Linked DNA regions of Lactuca sativa: region 2 is linked to region 1. Evidence: chromatin contacts called from public Hi-C data. All regions are on one chromosome and are shown on one strand. Each heading gives the region's core, a stretch centred on a gene start, on an enhancer-like site or on the middle of the called end of the contact. The rest is flanking DNA. Distances are from core to core; before and after follow the strand shown.

The links. A called contact is a pair of places that touch in the nucleus more often than the background predicts.
Region 2: a Hi-C map of leaf shows a contact between it and region 1, with 5 times the contacts expected there. The contact joins the promoter of LOC111893833 here to the promoter of LOC111893831 in region 1. A contact is called at or near these places in 4 of 4 Hi-C or Micro-C datasets (bud, leaf and seed).

The regions. Positions count from the first base shown.
Region 1 is chr8:291,195,220-291,198,313 of Lsat_Salinas_v11, forward strand. LOC111893831 (alpha-glucan water dikinase, chloroplastic) reads right to left here and starts at 1,674. Exons shown (of 32, transcript XM_023889918.3): 1 at 1,518-1,674; 2 at 959-1,257; 3 at 366-410; 4 at 134-234; 5 at 1-31. The coding sequence starts at 1,225.
Region 2 is chr8:291,522,459-291,525,552 of Lsat_Salinas_v11, forward strand. LOC111893833 (cysteine-rich receptor-like protein kinase 2) reads left to right here and starts at 1,546. Exons shown (of 8, transcript XM_023889919.3): 1 at 1,546-1,805.

The DNA of each region.
Region 1 (3,094 bases), core at 424-2,923:
TTCAGGACGACGATTGGGGAGTACCCATTTTCTGTAACAGTAGAAATGAAAGAAGAATGTGAAAATCATGAAAGGTTGAACACAAATTTTAAACCTAGAAGAATCACAGATATTTTCACAAGTGAAAGCTTACTCCTTTACATTCCGTAGACCTCCCCAATGTAGATATAAATGGTCCCTACTATTAGTGAGCTGAATCTCTACCATTGGAATAGAGGATATCTTAACATCAACCTGTATGCAAAAATATGGTACTGATTTTAGTAGATAAAGTGTATGAAAGTTTTATAATTGAATTCCCAAGAATTTAACAAGTGTTTCATTCAAAGTAAGCATGTACATCTCATGTCTTAATCCACATATACCTGCATCTCAATATCTTCTTCCAAGATAAACTTTTGTCTCAGTTGCTACAATGAAAGAAAAAAGAGTATTAAACCATGTAATTATGTCACCAAAAAAAGAAAACCGAGTTCAAACGATTGTTTAACAAGAAGCAGTGAATGACACACTTATAGCAAATCATTCAAAGATCTTTACTTGATACATGTGCCCATTCTATGCCCTTTTATGATTATAAAATATATATATTTAAAGCAGAATGGTAAAAAGAACTAGGTAACAAAAGCACATATCATAATAGTTTTAGAACCTTTCCATGTAGTCATGTAGAGCAGCATATTTATTGTGTAAGATGCATGCAACGTATATAATTATATTAGGAATGGTGTTTGGCATTCGTGTGATGCTGCTGGGATACATGTATGTTCTATGTTTAGCTTTACAGATAAACGCACATAATCAAAAGATTTAGCATTAAAGTATCATCTTAAGTAAAGTTTCACAAAAAGGAGATAACAGCGCGCTTTAAAAAGATACGATTGCCATAATTTACAGCTATAATCCACTGGAGAAGATATAAAACGTCAATAATATTAATGAAGTGACAAAAAGGTACCTCGGATGCCGGATCGGTGGCTAAAACAGCTTGAACAACGTCAGAAAACACTGGATTCCGCAATCCTGATCTTCGCAAAGTCAGTCTATGACCACGGAAATCGCTGGATAATATAGACGACAAAGCCGACGACGATGACTTCCGTATCAGAGAAGTAGCTTGAGCTTGAAACAAAGTATTTCCGCCAATGCAACTACAAGAATTTTTTTGACTTTGATGCTGTAAAACTGGCCCTCGAAGCAAACTATGCCCTACTGAATTGCTCATATTCCTCTCTTCCTTTAATCGATTCAATGTCACTATCCAACAAAAACTCGTGACAGAGCAAGAATCAGTACCATGAGTATACATACTTTCACAATCTTAACAAACAAAAAGTTCACCCATAAACAAACACAAACTGCATCAATTCAACCCATATATACATTGATTAATCGACAAGAACAAAAAATTAACGTAAAATCGTGAAATTAACTATAAGAACACGGAAATTCAGTTAAATGGCTGTGAGGTTGTCGAATAAAGAAACGATAATGTCTGAATTTCGGTGAAATCTTACCTCCGATCAGACTTATTGGGATATGCACAGTGTATATCTCGAAAAGAGAGATGGGTGATGGAGGTTGAAGAGAGTGGAGGGAGTATTATTTTAGTAAAGAGTGCGGTTGAGAGAAGCTTCAAAAATTGGGGGAAAAAAGACGTCGGAAGTCGTATACTAATTTTAAAGGCGATGGAAGTCCTTGTGTTTATGCTAATCGACATAGAACGCCTTTAAGTTTTAGATTGTTCTAAAATGATCACTAATGTTGTGTGGCTTATTCTTTGATGGGTTTGGGCAAATGATATGGGTGAAATATAAAATAAAGCTGTTACAAGATTATATTTTACGATACAGTGACATATGTGGTATGGATTTTGATTTTGTTTGTACTTTGACTTGTATTCGTGATATGATTTTGACATTTGATTTCAGCGGTTTCACTAATAAAGGCAGAATCCCTCCTAAAGCCCATCATACATTGTTGAGTGTCTTTTTAGTAAAATTATCCAAGATATAGAAGTTCACTTCGACATGACTATTAGGCAGAAAACAATTTTTGGGTGTCTAAGGGCATTACATGCTTAGAATTTTCTTATGACTACTCATATTGACGGTCTTAGCCAACGTATGTCGTCAGCGGAGTATTGTGTTATCCTCAGGTATCGTCTTCTGATTCTTTTATTTCCGATTAACAAAACAACCCTTTTTTTGTCGCATGGCATGTTTGGACTCCTTTGGAGATCATGAAGCTCATTATAGAGATCTCTTAGGTTTCGAGTACCAACATAATCTAGTTATGGATGTTCTTTTTGACATATTTAGGCACACTTAGTTTGTGCCAAAAAATAGTCGCCTATGAACTTTTTAAATGGCCCTTTGGAAGGAGGATCGGCATTTAGACCAACTAACGTTTTAGTTTTTAGATGGACATGAGGGAAGCATGTATGTGTAGATCTAACAAGGGTTTACCCTCTTGCGGCTTGAAGTGGGGTTCATTATGGGTCAGGTTTCTTTACAAGTTGTCTCATGTAAAGTGACAAAACATGAGAAAATGTCCGTCCTTATGTATTATTGAGTTAAGTTAGGGCTTGGGCCCTATTTTCTAAAGGGCCCCACTTAACCCAAATACCTCTCTAATGTTGATACATTCTCTTCCCCATTCGCTGATACATACGCCTCAAAAATCAAAAGCGACGATCACACTTATGTTATTCTTCCTTCTTTCTCCATTATTGCACTATGATTGATTAATTCTCGATTCTTTCTCCATTATTTAAAATCTACATTGTCACAAGAAATATTAAATGGGTTAGTTATTTTATCAATTGAAAAACATTTAGTAAAAAAAATTGATTATGAAAAATTTATTAAAGAATTTGCATCTAAAACGGCTAGAAAAATTAACTTAATGTCTTAAATATATTCACAAAAATATATAAATAATAAAAAAAAAATTAACTTTACAATTTATAAACTTTTTAATTTATTATTCTCAGTTTCAAAACTAGATAAAGGAAAATTGTTTATAATATTAAATATAGTAAATGCCAAATTATCCCAAAATTTTGATTTGTCCAGAGCCCTCAAATTAGTTG
Region 2 (3,094 bases), core at 296-2,795, 330 kb after region 1:
ATTACTAAACTGAAGATCCCATAATCATATCACACTTTATCTTCAAAAGTATGAAACACCTCTTGTTCTTGAATCATAATAAGAAATTTAAATAAAAAAATATCAAACATCCTATGTTAGAGTTTGAATAATAAATAATCTAAATCCAAGACATATATAATGCGACAATAAGTTTGATCAACGATGACTAAAAATCAATGTCACATCTTATCAGTAAATAAATCATAATCTTTAGAAGTCTCGAAAATCTAAGCTCGAAAACCATAAAATCGGATAAGGATGCTCACATAATATTTCCCTTATTTTTATTTATCACCAATACAATAAGATAAAAAATTAAATGAACTGGGCTGAAGAATGTCAGATAATAGGAGCTTCATAGGCTCCCTTAGATGTAAAACATAGATGAAAGTAAAATAAGTACTTTTAAACATCTATAGCCCATTGATTCTATTGTTGAACTGTTTGAACAAATACCAAAATACATATAAAACTCAACTGGAAAAATCTCTGGTACGTTGAAAATTGTTGATGTACTCACAATGTTGAGTCAGAATCTTAAGGCAGTCTTCTATTGAGAAAGTATGCTTTACCAAGATACGAATCATAAAACATCTCATAAAAGCGAAGTTTATGAACAACATTGTTGATCAAACTTAGTTGTTAATGTAAACCCAATGAGAATGGTTTGATGCCCGGTCTGTGACGTGGAGAATAATTGGTCCTAAGATAACTTATCCAAACACTTCTTGTCGAAGGACCTTGATTATAGACTCGGTACGGCCTTGGGTCGACAAATTAGTTGAAATAGACTCGGGGGTGAAATAGACTCGACAAAGTCTTGAGCTGACATATATGTATGGTATGCAGTATTTTGGGGAACTCACTAAATTCGTGCTTACGGTTTTCAGTTTATGTCCGAACACCCCCAAGGCCAACTTAAGGTTCTAAATGTTTGTGTGATTTCCGTAAACAAATAATTGTATTATTTATATACTTGTATTATTGGGCTATTGGCGATGTTTACTTTAGAAAACTCTTTTTAAAAAAGCCGTACAAATTATCATCCGAACCAATTTTGTTAATGTTGAAAAAATGCGTACATGTTATCATCCAAACTGATTTTGTTAATTTCAAATTCGATTATTGTCCGTTGAAATGATATAAAAAAACATAACTTTAAGATCACTAAAAAGATTTGATAGTTATATGCTATAATATTTTGTTATATGTCGATATAATGGATGAAAGGAGTTATAGATGAAAACGATTTAGAAATATTTTTTTCTCTAAAAAGACAAAAACGCCCTTAGAAAGTTGATATGTGCAATTAGCATGCGTTATTTAATGGTTGTTGACAATGACGTTTGGGCTAGAGACTTGAAATTGCAATAAAAAGTTTTGAGTTTTTGACAAAAAAAAAATCATTTTGCAAAATAAGGTATAGTCTAGGGACTATTTCTGTAACTTAATAAAAAACGGAAGAAAAGATATCTAAGAATGGCCTCACACAAATTCGAAATCGTATAAATTTGAAGTGACAATTTATGCAGCGCGTACATACTACTTGAAACTTGAAAGTCAATCTTCATCGCAGAATAACCATCTTCCATTGTTGGCTTCATCGATTATTCTTCCACATTCTTCTCCTTTTTGACCCAGTCTATGTATATGCAAGTGGTGATCACCTACCCTTATTTAACAGTCCTATAATTATAATCCAGAAGACCACAAACTGAAGAAGGAAGCGAAAATTTAAATCCGCCTCTAGCAAGATAATTTCATGATTCAAATGTAGTCAACAGGTATGAACTCTGATCTGTAATTATTCTATTTGTTTTTTATTTTCCAGCGCAATTAATGCTACTATGATTCGAATGTTATTTGTCAACAACGAATTTGATTTGCTTCTCACTACTCGATAAAACCAATCGTTAAGTTCTTCATGTGCTTTCATATCTCTATATGAATACTTCATTTCCAACCTTTCTTCATGTTTTTCTTAAAAAAAGGGTTCGTGTATGCAAGTTTTTATGTTGTTTCTCATCGTTTTTGTTCCCTCGGGTCTCATTTCTAGAGTTCATTATCCAGTCGTAACTGAAGCATAAGAATTCTGACCTGAAATCATTCTTATATTGCTTTTTTTATTGGAAATATCGCTTTTATGATGGAATCATTGCGTTTTTAGTTAGATTTTACTACTTAGATTGATCATGAGTGTCAACTGTGCATGATTGATTCTATCAAAACTGTTTTCAGGAATGTTATAGAACCAATTTGATGTTAGAAACTTGATCGTTTTCGTATTAATTCCTAAACGTGGGAGATATTATCTAATAATATTAATTGCTTTGATATTCTTTGAACTGTAACTCATCATCATCATCAAGTTCTTCAAATCTATTCATTATAAAGTTGGAATATGATGAGGTTATAAAAATTTAAAATAACGTAAATTATTGCATTTATTTTGATGCTTCATGTTCCAGTATTTCTTCTTTCTAATAAAAAACTATTTGGCGTGTAAAAGTCATTCACATCTGAAGTCGTAGTAATGAGTATCTGAAGGGAAATCCTTGTTTCTGTAATTTACCCATTGATATATTTGTTATTATAATATTAATTTTTAGCCTATATGTCAAACACATGCCCCACAACCTTTTGATAATAAAAGTAGGTAGTTGAAGTATAAGGTGCAATGTAATCTGAGTATGAACTTAGGTCCACTCATTAAATTCAAAGACACATCAAACTAGTTGAAAGTAACATACAAGATATATATTATATTATGCTAAACGTAAAAAAATATTATTTATTGATTTTCCTTTAAATATATAATTAAAAAGAATATGAGATTATAAGTGTTTTTTTATCATTTACATATATATAATTAATAAGCTTCTTATGTGATTGTAAAAAATTCAATATGTAATTAATTAAATTTGTTTTAGAAAAGATAATCATAAATATAATAATTATAAATAGTCGGTACCTATCCTTGACTTTATATGCTACCTACGAACATGAAAGTAACCCATCTACTATCGAACAAAAGTAGCCGATTAGGGTATTAAAAACTTCACTGACTTTCGAA